Regions from separate parts of the Mus musculus genome. Here all the other regions are linked to region 3. The links are chromatin contacts, called in public HiChIP or PLAC-seq maps. All regions are on one chromosome and are shown on one strand. Each heading gives the region's core, a stretch centred on a gene start, on an enhancer-like site or on the middle of the called end of the contact. The rest is flanking DNA. Distances are from core to core; before and after follow the strand shown. Region 1 overlaps Cdkal1 (CDK5 regulatory subunit associated protein 1-like 1). Region 2 overlaps Cdkal1 (CDK5 regulatory subunit associated protein 1-like 1). Region 3 overlaps Cdkal1 (CDK5 regulatory subunit associated protein 1-like 1).

Region 1 (4,515 bases), core at 7-2,506, 130 kb before region 3:
ATTTACATATACATATGTGTATATAGATACATATATGTGTGAGTGTGTTCATATGTAGGGACTGGGGACATAGCTCACAAATCAAGAGCTCTGACTGCTCCTCCACAGGATCTGAACTTGGTTCCCAGCATCAATGTTGAGCAGTTCACAATCACCTGAAATTTCAGATTCAGGGAATCTGATACTCTCTTCTGGACTCCATAAATACTGGTGTAAGTGTACTTCACACACACACACACACACACACACACCACATAAATAAACATACACAAACCTGAAAGTGTGTAAAGCTGTCCAATCACAGATGGAGAATGATACATGAAGCACGGACAGCACTCACTGTTCCAGACTCTAAAGACTCACTACCCAAAACCTTAAAAGCACCCCGCGAAGTGCTGCCACTGGCATTCTCTCCAAAGATGAAACAGACATAGAAACATAAATAATCTGACAAATATCGCAAACATTGCACAGCTGGTTAAGTAGGTGAACCAGACAGTCTGGCTCCACTACACATGGCTGCAACCATTACACACGCTACATGTCATAACCTATTGGAAATAAAGATAAGTTTGATAATGCTTAACAAGCTCTTTAATGGGAACATAATAGAAACTATTTCAGTTGTCTTGCTGATCCCAGTATTATTTTGCTTTTCTTTTTAACTGTAAACCACTATCCTAAAAGTCTATGTGTCTTGGAGGGTTAAACACACAAGTGAAGCCTACATTTCTGGTAATGCTCATTACTGTTAGGAAAATAGTCAACAAAGATTACAAAGGGCTACTTGTTAAAACCTTCTGCAAAAAGGCAAGCATGGAAGAACATGGCAGCCCAGCACTGAGAGGCTGAGGCAGCACTGTAAGGTTAGGGCCAGCTTTAAACGAAACACAAGAAAACTTCATTTTCTTTCTAGTTTGGTGATGAGTATATGAATATACTGACTGGGATTGGTACTTGGCACAATAAGGAAATAAACATATTATCTTTGGAGGACATAAAAGAGCAGGTGACTAATGAGAACTTTCACAAACTGGCACATGATGCAAACTTTCAGCACATCAGCTGCCCGGGGTTGAGGTGTAGGTAGACTACCCAAAATAATTAGAGGTCTGCAGGAAGCACAGAGTTCATGCTAAGTGTGACTCATGCATCTCACAGCAAAACAAAATCCTCCAGACATTTATCTCTTCCAAACAAGACACTGGGCCTGGCAGCGGCCCACAAGCAAGAAAGAGCACGTGAAAGTCAGACACTCATGTGCTGGTTAAAAATAAAACGGTGAGGAGGCTCGTGACGAGCCATGACTCCAAGCTGACCTCTAAGACACACAATGCCATTTATAACATCCACAGAGTTTCAAAACACCTGAAAGCAGCAACATTCACAAGACAACTCAGAAGGAAAACTAAAGACCACTTAGTAAGTCGGAGTCCCATTAAGATCTGCTCCCTCTGAAGAACAAAATCCCAAGATGTCTGTCACACTGGCTTCAGTGATGAAGCCTCTGTCCCTGTGAACATGAGGTCAGTGTAGTCACCCCTCCCTGCCGTTAGCTATGTAGGCTGAGTCCACAGGTGTGAAGAAGAGATCTACCTAGCCCAGCCTCCCTCCTGAAGGAGAGAAGGCTACAGACAGGCTGCCACCGGTACCTCCACACTGATTCTGTTTGAAAGGTTGTGAAATCATGACCCAGAGCAAGAACCCTTTCAGACACAATTCAGGTCCCAGCTGTTAGGAAAGACAAAATGTTCCAAAAGAACTCACCTCCCCACCCCACCCCGCAAAAGTCAATAAACAAAATGGGAAACCAAACCCAAGGAAGCTGCCATGAAAGTAAGAGCACAAGGCTGAGGCCTGGGACGGAGCCTGACCAAGTGTATTTAACAGGGTCTCACTGAGTCACAACTAATAACCAGCTAGTACCTATAGCAACAAACAGGAGCCATTTGTGATCCATTATTGTACTATTATCATCAGCAACATTTGTAGATTCTTTCTAGATTTATATGCATGGATGTTTTGCCTGAATATATGTATATGTTAACTATGTGCATACCAATGGAGGTCAGAAGAGAGTATTGGATCCCCAAGAACTGGAATTAAGATGGCTGTGAACTATATGTGAATATACATGAACTATATATGAAGATGCTGAGAATTGATCCTAGGTCCTCTGTGAAAGCAACAAGTGCTCCCTCCAAACAACTGAGCCATCTCTCCAGCCACAGCAACAGTGTTAAAGTAAATGCAGACTGTCACTGAGTGATACACATCCAGGCCCAGAGCTATCAGAGGAACAAGGACATGTTTCTTATGTTCAGGGCAGTAGGTAGAAAGCCACAAGGATACATGGTGTCATTACTAAGGGCTGGGGGTTGGGGGTGGCAGAGACAAAGAGAGAGACAGAGAGAAATACAGAGAGAGATAAAGAGAGAGACAGAGACAGAGAGAAATACAGAGAGAGACAAAGAGACAGGGACAGAGAGCAGCAAAACCCTATAAAAGCAACTGAACACTCCCTCTCCCTCTGCATGCATCTGCTTAGGCCAGTAACTATCTTTTACCAACCAGTAACCCACTTACACCCCTTAATAAGCGCCCAAGCTTCGGAGGGGCTCAGTTTAAAAACCTGTTATAATCATGTACAAATAAATCCATCCTGCCCACTGAAATCAGTAATTCCATATAGACTTTATTGAACATTTAACCTGTGTGTGAGGAATAAAAAGGTGACTAGACTATAAAGTTTGAAGAGTAAAGATTCCACAAGAAAGGGATAGAAAGACACCGTGGAAAAGAAGACTCAGGAGAAGAGCTACACATAAGAGAAAGGATTAATAATGAAAACCCAACAACAGTCCCAAATACCACCAAGAGCTCAAAATTGAGAAATTGCTCTCTTTAGCCTCATCAGAAGAAAACTGGGGAGCATGCAGGGGTGTGAAGGCAGCAGAAATCTAAGTAAATATTCAGCCAGATTTAGCAGTTAACCACAAGCTGCAGGTAGAAGAGTTAAAATGTCTTACTTTTTTATTACCGCAAATACACCACTTCACTGAGTATTTATTCAACAGGATTTACTGGGCCATGGCATTGCTTCTAGACAATCTATGTGTATCGGCCTCTCAGGAAAGAGTGTAACAGCCCCCCATTTCCTGCCTGCTAGAAAGTCTACCATATGTGAACTGTTCTCTACAGTCTGGGCAGGATCAGAAAACCGCTTCAGACACTACAGTGCTTCAAAGTGGGAAGAGGTCCTTTGCATGATTCCATAACTTCTGCCCACCAAGGAAGCACTCCATTAATGGCTTTGAAGGAGCAAGCAGTCACAGGGTAGGCACCGCACTGCACAGAACTCCGGGTAACCTCCAGTGGAGCTCCAATAAGAGACTAGGGACCTTGACACAGCAGCCTATAAAGAACTGCATGTTCCAAAACACACAAAACTTGGGAAAGTCTCCTCCTGGTTACAAGAGACTTAAATGCATGGCAGCTACTGCAAACATCTTACTGCAGGCTGGCTGAAGAGTACAACACCCAGATACCTGACTCATAGACACAGCCACATTTGAGTAACATTGTTACACATCAATAAATGACTAATGCCAAGACTCTCCTCAAGGAGGCTTTTTTTTTTTTTTTTGCAGGAGATGGTGATTGACACACATCTTGACAACGTATACACAGAGAAGAGATCTTGGAGCACTCAGCTATAGATGGGATGTCCCTATCAAACCCCTCCCCTCAGAGCTCACAGACATGGGCTGAAGAGGAGGGAGAAAATTTGCAAGAGCCAGAAATGGTAAAGAATTCTAAAGAAACAGAGAACCAGGACTGATGTACATATAAACTCCCAGAGATTGATAGGAGGCACATGACTTATACAGGTTCAAAGCAACAAAATCTCAGCACTGACAAAGGTACCTGGGCATAAAGTCTTGGTTCTGACCAGGAAAATCAGTTTACTCCAATGGGCGCTACTGTGAATGGTAACCTCACTCGAGGGCAGGCCTCATGCTCAGCTGTAGCTGACCAACATAAATACACTCCATGTGATTGTATGCAGGGGTTGTTGTTTGGGGGTCTTCTTTTTGGTTTAGTTTGGTTTTGTTTTCTTGTAATGCTTTGTCTGTTTATTGAGAAGGAGGGAAAGAACAGGACGTTAGATAGAAATGTTGGGAAAAAAGAAGGACCTGGGAGGACTTCGGGGAGCCAAAAGATATAATCAAAATATATTAAATAATAAATTTAAAAAAATAAATGTAACAAAAGTAAGAAATGGAAAAACTGTGGAACCTTTAGAATTGTTAAACCAATTCACTGCTAAGCACACGAGATTGTCAGGAAAGTGTGGAAGTTCCTTCTGACAAAGGCTCAGGAAGCTTTCCAGACTCTAAGCCTCACGAGTTCTAGACAAAGCACAGTGTGCTTGCAGAGGGACAGAAGGACAGTAAGCAGCGAGGAGGAACAGGCCCTGGGAGGTCAGCCCACTTTACCTGAGCTCCGACTCAC
Region 2 (4,959 bases), core at 502-3,001, 160 kb before region 3:
TGAATAGGTACTTGCTTAGAACCATATGTGCAAGCAGACCTCACAGCCTGCTTGACTAGCAATGGGATCTTGCAAATGCTTGCTGATGAATAGAAATATTCTCCTGGGATATTTCTACTGGGATCTCAACACAAATGAACAAACTTCAGGAGATAGAGAAAGAGCTGCTGGTGTGGTTTTTGTCCACCACCACATTATTTACTCCTACTGCAACAATGAGGATCTCAAGCACTTCCCAGGCCTACATGAATAAAGAGAAACAAAAGAGCAGACCAACGTGAATTTACCTCCTAGTAGGCATATTCAAAACAAACGTGGGAAATTCAGTTGGGCATTTTAAATGTGTCTGGACAAGAGGTGGGAGTCCAGTGGGAAAAGAGACAGCAGCTATGACACCAACAGAAAAGCTCTCCCATCCTCAGCACCACATCGCTGGGCATTCATATAGGCCACTTTCCATTTTCAGAGCATTCAGAGTATCACACGACAAAATCCAGGAGGGTTACTTCTGTGGGTAAAGTCACTAAGCCGATGGTATTAAGATACAGTCACGGCTCTAGAGTCCAACCTAGAGTATCCTGAGATACCGCACGTCGTCATGCTGTATGTAGCCTAGAAAACTCAGTGATGAGGAAAGTCTTTACTAACACTGTTTGTGTTCTACAGGGCAGATGCAGTGCCTTCCAATCACAACCAAAGCAGCCAGATGGGAGCTCTCTGCGGGCCTTCCCTGTGCTGCCCTAACACTAGTTAAGTCCTTCAGCAAGCTCTAAACATACTTCCTCACGCCACAGACCTCGGGCACTCTGTCTCTTTTAGTATTTCAGCCATTCTTTAGTATGCAGCCCAGTGGCATTCGTGGCACACTTCCTTCACTGGTCTCTCATTCTGAAACATGCCAGAAAGAGAATCTTGGTGATGCATAAAGCAAAAGCCGCATCAGCTTCTATAAATACAATACAGTTTTTAAATAAGCAAAGAAAATACATTTTAGTAGCTATTAACTCTTTTACATGTATATCATACTTTAATTTGTAAGTTGTTTCAAAGGCCAAAGATCATTTGGCTGATTTAAATAAGCAGCTGCTCTGCTTTGTTAAAATAACTATTGCAATGGTAAGCAGTTTAGACTGACTAGTCACGTGACTGCCACTAAGGATGGCGAGCATCACTCCCAAACAAAATCAGAGTGATGATTTATTTTAATAAATTGCAGACAGCCGCGATCATGAATGACATCACCTCCATCCACTGCTGAGAGGAGACACTGAACAGATGAAGTGCTGTTTAAAGTCAATGGGGCCCTGACTTAGGGGACAGAAGGATTAATGAGAAATCGAGGATCTGCCACATGGTGCTGCTGGGCTGCTCGCTGTGGTCTCAGTGCATGCGAAGCCCCAGGGCCCCACCTGGTACCCTAACTGTGCACTTATGTTTCATTACACCTTGGCCATTGCTATGCATGCTGATTACCAGCGAGTATCAATTCCTCTCACTGTCGCACACCTCTGCAGTGCCCCAGCACTCAACTGTGAAAACTCCGGCACTCCACTCCTCAGAACACAAGGCCCATGCTGCTAAAACCACAGAGAGTAAATTATTTGTCACTCGACGGGGTGCCAATTCGGTTTCCTGAGGATGACATCATGCCCATTTTACCAATAACAATGGCACTAACAAGACCTTGTAATCAACAAACCTCAGGCCTCTCCCAGCCCTGGCAGGTGCAACTCTCTTTATGCTAAAAATAAGCCAACATTAGCTTCAGCTCCAAACTATTTCTTTTATCACAATGCTAAGCAGAAGTTGGCTTCCATAAGGCAGTGCAGCTGCTGCTGCCGAGGCCGCTTCTGCAGATGCCTGCATTAATTGTATCAAGGACATACTGAACTAAGTGCTTATTCAGCACAATGGCTATTGGGGAGCAGCTGGAGGCACAAGACAAACTGTCTTGAAGGGAATGTCCCAGCCCAGTGTGTAAATTACAATGATGAAGTACAAAGAGTCTAAGTTTAAGGGTCTAATATAACTGCAGAGTGGGGCAAAAATGTAGTGTTATCAGTGGAGGCCAGATCCAATAAATAAGGAAGAGAGACTTGCAGATTTCACCACCATTGCAGTCACTGCTGTGGGAGATGCTGAGACCCATTTCCACCCAGGAGGAAGGGGACTCCTCACTTAAAACTATCAGCGGTGCCGGCATTGACCAGCTTGCATGTGCAGGTCAGAATACAATCCCCTCATTGCAGTAATAAGTGGCAAAATCAAAACAGCCTTGTTTACTACACATAAGCAAGACTTGGCTGAAAATTAAAGAGACTGGCTAGTTTTCTTCCTGGGTTATTCAAGGGGGTGCCTATAAGCATCACTGCCTGCTCTCCAGGCATGTTCTCCTCTTACGTTAGTGAATCTCCGTGAATTCAGGGTGATTAAACACTATTCCAGCTGACAGGTAATTACAGAGCTTCTGCCCATAGGAGTTTAGATAGGGATGGAGAAAATGTGCCTGCAAACACCCCAGGAGCATCCTGAGTGGCTTTGCTACTATGGACAGAACATGAGCAGAGAGGACAGGGCAGGCTCAGATTATAAAGTCAGATTCTGAGATTATGGCTTCTCTCTCAGTCTGTGCCAGGGTCTCTTCTCTAGAAAAGTGGAATGAGGATGGCCACACCCATGCATTAGTTGGGAAACTGACCTGAAAGCAGGCAGTCGATCCAATAACAAGATCCCTATGACTTGATCCTCCCCATAAGCCTCTGCGCAAAGATACTCAGATGTAAATTCAAGCCTTGGGAAATTAAAATTGCTCTTTTTTTCCCCCCAAAGAATTAAGAAATGGTTAAAATGAGAATACTGATACATGAATGTCAACCATACACATAGTACCAGTACAATTTGTTGTTATTTCAGCTAAGTTCTAAAGTGGTGTAGTACATTAAAGAGGTAGATGCTCTGCTACGGACTCTGAAAAGCATCCTCAGACAAGATTACCTGCACCAGTACTCAGCCTGGACCCCAAACCCTCACTGCCTCAGGCTCCACTTTCGTGTCAGTACAGAACTTCTCAGCAATGTTGTCATCACAGCGAAATGCTGTTACTGTCATATACAAACCACCATATAATATGCATTTCTTTACAAGCCCAGATGGTATGAGGCTAGATGCAAGCCATCTACCCAACTTTATCCTAATAGATACAATGTAAGTGAGCTGACCCTAGTATCTAAACTTCATAGTCTAGAAAATATTAAATATCTGTATGGACAGTTGAAAAAGTAAAACAAATTCAAACATGAAAGAAAACAATTTGTTGAATAAAACAAAGAGCAAGGCAACTCCCATGTCCAAGTGGGTCCTTATGAGGTCTGTCCTGTGCAACGGTCCTTGGAGGGTATTCGGTATCTGACAGCTCTATTAGCCCTGGAGCCTTATCCAGCATGTTTATTTTTAATAGGTTTCCCTTACAAACAGCTGCCTACGATGCTAGCTTTTCTTTCTTCCTTGGACCTTCCGTAAATATTTGAAGCAACCACCCATTAACCGCAGCACATCTCTTCAGTCCTGTTGTATGGCCTGGGGACTGGAACTGGCTCTTCTTCTCTTTTGCTATCTACTGGCCACACTAGAAAACCCCTGCTGTTTGGGTTCAATCTGTCAAGGTTCAAATTATCCTCCAACTGAGAGCTAATCAAGGGCCTCTGACCTGGTTTGCAAATAAACTCAGAACAAAAGTGGGTTTATTTTTGTTCTTTCTAGGGACCCTTAGTTCTCACAAACTGAAGCAAAATACAAGCACACCACAAATGCAATTGCCTAAAATCAGAAACAGGCACAACTACCCCCTGAAGATGGACGGGACTTACCAAGCGCCTCAGAGGTACCCGTTTTCAAGCTATAAATCCATTTTTTATAGAAATTGGTTTGCAAATACATTTCAAATTAAAAGTCACAGTTCATTTAATGCTAGTCTGCAGCATGCAGAGAATGTAGATGTGAAGCGCTGGGGCTACCCCAATGAGGACACTGGAGATTCCAAGTATCTTTATGGATGACAAGCTTCAAGTTGCTGGGTACACATGGCGGAATTAAGCTTTCCGCACCATTAACATCATTACGGTAGTCACCGTATATAGACTTCTACACTATGAAATATGAACGAGTTTCCTTTTAAATTTTTCCTGTTGCCTCTGCTGCTGCTGTTTCAGACAGGTTTCACTCTGGCCCTGACTCTGGAATATTAATAATATATCTCAATACATTAAGGTCCCAGGGACAAAAATTACGCCTTTGGTCTGAAGCTCAGAGTTCTTTTATTAGGTATCTAATCTTAGGAAGCAGCCTAGGGCAGCAAAGCTGACCACACAGGAGACGCTTGAGGACATCACAGAGCACTGTGACTGCAGTTCTAGGGAGGTCTTGCCTTACATGGCTATCAACTGACGAAACGTCTTGCCTTACATGGCTATCAACTGACGAAACGACCGCGTTATTACAATGCAGCAAAGGACAAGGCAACTGGCTCCTTAAGGAAGAACTATGCATTTTAAACTCTTCCTCCAGCAGCAAGCAGGGCTAGCTGCACCAGCAGCAAGCAGGGCTAGCTGTGGCACCAGCAGCAAGCAGGGCTAGCTGCACCAGCAGCCAGGAGTCACTGAGCATGGAACGGAAGGATGGGATGAAAGGCCAGAGAGAGGGAAAAGTACAGAGATTACCTGGTACTCAATTCACAGTCAACATAAAGAGTGATGAAGCAGCATAGCATGCCAGTTATAGCCAAAAGCACACAGTGGTCATCAAAAGCGCCATCACAGTGCAAACAGGGGGCTGGGGGGAGGGGGCAGGACTACAATCAGATATGGACAAAGATTCGACCTGGCTTGTGAAATAAGGCTTTGTTGATTTCTGTTAGCTGTTTTGTGGAGATTTTAAAGATTAATTTTATTATTGTTATTTCTG
Region 3 (4,495 bases), core at 1,420-3,919:
GAAGAGAAAATTTTAAAGTTTCTAAGAATTTGCTCAATGCAATATCGACCATCTTTACTCTTGGGATTTGCTAATTAGTGTTTTAAATTTTTACTTGATGATCCTATGTTATTAAAGGCAGTAAAAATGAATATTATAAGAGTAACTTAGTTTCAGCTATGAATGACTAAAATACTATAAATATACTGACACAAATCATGATCTCATTTAAAGAAAAACAGGTCTTTTTCCTAACTATTACAAAATATTGACAGGCACTTCAAGAAAGCACTAAATTAAACTTTCTATCCCTCTTCACTTGACCCCTCTTACAGGCACGGTATCTCAGCCTGAACACACAGAGAGAGGCTGGCTGAACACACAGAGGCTGGCTGAACACACAGAGGCTGGCTGGGACAAAGGACACACTCGCTTTTGACTTCTAGAACAGCCAGTTAAAGAAGGCCTGGTCACCACTTCCATTTGGGTTTTTTCCCCCGAAACAATTTCTATGTGATTCCATCAGTATCTTTCTGAATGTAGTGGCCTTGAGAAGAGCATCCTAGAACAAGAAAACCCCAGCCATCCTAACATGAATACACTCAGTAGCTCACAGCCATGGACACAGAAGGCAAACTGTGAAGGTGGCAGTGAAACCAGAATTTACAACCTTAACTTCCCTCTGACACAATGCGAGGGCAGCAGACAGCAGCAAGCCTTCTCCCTGGAAAAGGTTTTCATTGCTTCTCCCTCACTCTCCATGCTGAAGTCAGACCTAGACGCTTACGTTTCATCTTCAGAACAGAAGCAGCATTGTTCTCAGCTGTCACTTGTTTTTACAATTGTGCAAGATACTGTTTTCTAACATTTAACTTAAAATTAATTTAACTCCCATATAACTGGTTCTCCCTATAGTATAAACTCCATTCCTGGCATCCATATTCTTTTCAAATTTCTAGTTTCTAAGCCATGGTTATGATGCTTGTATGAGACAGTGTAATCTCAGGAGTGACATACACACTCTCCTTACAGAATCCTTCACAGCCGTGGCCACTGTAGGTGTTAAGAGTACCAAATATGTACAAGTCCCAATTTTGTTTCAATGCATTGTACAACATCAGAGCCATGAACTTCTCCTGTGCATTTTACTATTACTTCACCAGAGACCACAAAGGATAAACAGAATGAGGGAACTTCCTCAAATGCCAATCAACTATGGTATTTCTTAGTCTGACTATAGGTAAGGGCAAAAAGGTCTGCTTGCAAACACTTTTAAAACCAACTCTAACATTCTGGGCCTGGTAAATAAGAGAGAGAGAAATGAAATGTGCACCTTACTGCAGCAGCATTTACACCTTGTAGGAGAGACATCAAGTCAGCCCCCAATAAACAGACTCTGTTCCTTTCTTACAGAGCTGTAAATCTGTTGAGAGCAACAATGGACTGCATCCAAAAGAAAGAAAATCACACTGCGTCTCCTGGCCTCTTTCACATGCAGGTGGTTCTCTCATTGAGGGTCCAGACAAGAGAGACAAATACTGGTATTGAGTAGAACTTTCTAGAAAGCACCTTTGAAAAAGAGGTACTTTCACCTGGCATAGTCCTCTTTTACTTCCTACTTTTGGGCAAACAGGTGTTGTAGCTGGGAAGCATAACTGTTTGACACCATAAGGAAAGAGCCACTGATAATACAAACACCTCAGCCTCTCAGATCCCACAACCGGTAAACCCAACTAACAACTTGGTAACTGTGGAGTTGGCACTATATCAGGAAACTAAATCCCCCTACCTTATTTAAGCCTCTATTTATTAGGTTTTATATGACATTTTCTGAAGTTAAGTGCAAAGTAATACAATCTAATAAGAAAGAGATACAGAAAAGGTTCTTAGAAAATCCACAGAGGAAGACATTTGTATGATGGAGGCAGAGGGCAGAGGGGATCAGGAAAATAAATGTCCAGAGAAGCAAATATACAAGTCAGTCCATTCATTTGTTCAAGGATCACCTTCCTCCACTGTATGAGCCACTGACACTGAGGGCTGAGGGGACACAGGCAAGAAGAATCTTATAACAGAGTTACCATAAGGGGAGGACACCCAACCAGCACTGGACTGTGCCTACCCCTTCTTTCTACTACTCATCATGAAGTTACAAAGGAAAATGAACTCTGAGGAGGATTCATATCATGGCTATTACCTCAAAATCCTAAAGTATTCACCAGCCAAAAGCTGGGCTACATATTGCCTGAAGATTGTATTTTTCCTCCACTGCCACTCTAACCAATTTTCCCAAACCTCAAAAAAGTCAGTGTACTATCTAGGCAACTAACTTCATTAGTGTGCTCCAAAGAATACCCAAAAGTATAAATATTCCATATTTGGATAGCATGTGCTAAGTGGAAATGTGGTTTGTTTGTTTGTTTGTTTTCTTTTTCTATCTATTATCAGCTATTAACAACTCTATGGAAAAATTAAGAAATATCAGGTTTGTCATACTTGCAGAATAAAATAGGGAGAAAGTCTTTTCTGGGCTGTTTATAAACACACAAGATTTAGGAGAATGTCATTCAAACCAAAACAACAGGAAATCACTCTCGCTCAAAGATCGGGCTTAGATCACGGTGAGTTCCTCTCCAATCCTGCTAAAGCAAGTTTCTGCATGCCTTCCGGAGCCTCCGCCTACAGAGCTGTTAGGCCAGCGGCCAACACATATATTTAATTATGTAAGTATTCAGTGCTGTCAGCCAGCTGCTGCCGCTCTTAATACACTGACCTCTTTCACTCCTCCTCTTGCAGAAACCGGCAAAAACAAAGCAACAGTTGATGCGGCAGTAATCATGAAATATGCAAAATACTATTCTCCAAAAAAGGTTTCAGATAACTACACAATTCAGCTTTGCATTTTTAAAGTGATTTGCTCCCTCTCAAGTGCTTTTCTGTTCCTTCTTTGCAAATGCAATAACTGATCTAACTGGAAGTTCCTTTTTGTTTCTATACCTTAAAAAAGTCAACCATGAATTCAAGTATATTTTCTACTTTCTTGTCACCAAATTTCTCACTGGAACACACACGAGGCAATTGCCTTCCATCATTCCATCCATGTCTGTTCTGTGCTTACAGGACAAGCAACGGAACACATGGCCTATATGCCCATCACTCTCAGTCCTCGTTTTCAAAAGAAAAAAAAAAAAGTAAGTTTCATTTGATGTCCCTAGAAAGTCCATTCTGCCAGTAGTACCCTCAATTCCAAAGTAGCTCCAAGGGCTGGGCAGGTAGCAAAGCCCCCAGAACAGCAGAGAGCAGACTAAACAGAACTGAGACACATAAATAAATGCAAACAAAACAAGTCCACACATGGGGGATGATAACCAGAGCTAACCGTGAACAACTCACCAGAAAAGTGGGACTTCATCAGCTCAGGTTAGCAGCACGTGTGCTACAGAGCTGAGGCACCTCACTGACAGTCTCTCTTTCCTCACAGAGCTGTGTCACCCCTCACTCTAGACCCTAAGGTACCAGGTTAACTTTCCCAAACAATTCCTTCCTGTCTTCTGTTGGCAGAGATCTGGTGGCTTTTTCTCACTCACAGAAACTATAAACAAGTTGATGTTCAAATGTAAGCCAGTGCTGTGGTGTTAATAGCAGACAACACGGGAGTGACAATAGCTTTGACTGGGACACTGACAGTGAGCTGAGAGACAGTGTCAGCAGGAGCATGAAAACTGAACTGAGGCAAATTAAACAAACATGCACACAGTGAGAAATAATCATGGTGTCTCAGACTCAGGCAAAAGACCATCGGTCCTTCCCTGTGACTCAAAATGACCCAGAAGTACAATCCAGAAAGTACCCTAGCTGGTTTAGTTGGGTAGAGAAAAAGGTCCTGACATTCACAGCCCAGAGCTACCAGCATGGCCAGGGGACTCCAAGGCACAAGGACTCATAATGTTGTCATAACATCCCTCAGGAAAGAAACTGGAGACCAACTGTGACCAAAAAAAAAAAAAGTAGGCTTTCACCTCTTCAGGACAAGAGAGGCAAGTTACTTCCTAGCCTCGACAAGGACCCACAGCAACCTTGTGGAACCATGCTCAAAGAACCTGTAAGTACCTTACTCTATAGGAGGAACAACAATATGAACTAACCAGTACCCCCAGAACTTCTTGAGACTAAACCACCAATCAGAGAAAACACACGGTGGGACTCATGTCTCTAGCTGCATATGTAGCAGAAGATGACCTAGTGGGCCATCATCAATGGGAGGAGAGGTCCTTGGTCTTGCAAAGATTCTATGCCCCAGTATAGGGGAATGCCAGGGCCAGGAAGAGGGAGTGGGTGGGTTGAGGAGTAGGGGGAGGGGGAAAGGTATAGGGGATTTTTGGAGAGGAAGCTAGAAAGGGGGATAGCATTTGAAATGTAAATGAAGAAAATATTTAATAAAAATTTTTAAAAACTCCCCCCCCCAAAAAAAAGATAAATCTAAGACAACAGTCTTAGAGTCAAAGACTCCATACAG

Evidence for each region. HiChIP or PLAC-seq counts read pairs in DNA pulled down with a chosen protein or histone mark.
Region 1: a contact with region 3 is called in an H3K27ac HiChIP or PLAC-seq map of the HPC-7 cell line, with 6 times the contacts expected there. The contact joins two enhancer-like sites. A contact is called at or near these places in 4 of 484 Hi-C or Micro-C datasets (epidermal suprabasal cells and uterus) and 4 of 115 datasets of contacts at active chromatin or transcription factors (the HPC-7 cell line, bone marrow-derived macrophages, cardiomyocytes and 1 more).
Region 2: a contact with region 3 is called in an H3K27ac HiChIP or PLAC-seq map of stem cell-derived neural progenitor cells. The contact joins two enhancer-like sites. A contact is called at or near these places in 1 of 15 datasets of contacts at CTCF or cohesin (large pre-B cells), 1 of 484 Hi-C or Micro-C datasets (bone marrow-derived macrophages) and 5 of 115 datasets of contacts at active chromatin or transcription factors (the HPC-7 cell line, bone marrow-derived macrophages, cardiomyocytes and 2 more).

What each region holds. Positions count from the first base shown.
Region 1 is chr13:29,636,820-29,641,334 of GRCm38.p6, forward strand. The region is part of intron 8 of Cdkal1 (CDK5 regulatory subunit associated protein 1-like 1); the gene reads right to left. Among named protein-coding and RNA genes, the nearest start is that of Cdkal1, 220 kb to the right of the region's middle. Within about 2 kb of position 1,257, at least 55 of the 459 cell types and tissues checked have an H3K27ac peak or open chromatin away from gene starts, as enhancers often do. A contact at or near this core is called in the HPC-7 cell line, bone marrow-derived macrophages and uterus, where this site is marked.
Region 2 is chr13:29,608,845-29,613,803 of GRCm38.p6, forward strand. The region is part of intron 9 of Cdkal1 (CDK5 regulatory subunit associated protein 1-like 1); the gene reads right to left. Among named protein-coding and RNA genes, the nearest start is that of Cdkal1, 240 kb to the right of the region's middle. Within about 2 kb of position 1,752, at least 64 of the 459 cell types and tissues checked have an H3K27ac peak or open chromatin away from gene starts, as enhancers often do. A contact at or near this core is called in embryonic basal ganglia and stem cell-derived neural progenitor cells, where this site is marked.
Region 3 is chr13:29,767,147-29,771,641 of GRCm38.p6, forward strand. The region is part of intron 5 of Cdkal1 (CDK5 regulatory subunit associated protein 1-like 1); the gene reads right to left. Among named protein-coding and RNA genes, the nearest start is that of Cdkal1, 86 kb to the right of the region's middle. Within about 2 kb of position 2,670, at least 115 of the 459 cell types and tissues checked have an H3K27ac peak or open chromatin away from gene starts, as enhancers often do. A contact at or near this core is called in the HPC-7 cell line, bone marrow-derived macrophages, embryonic basal ganglia and 2 more, where this site is marked.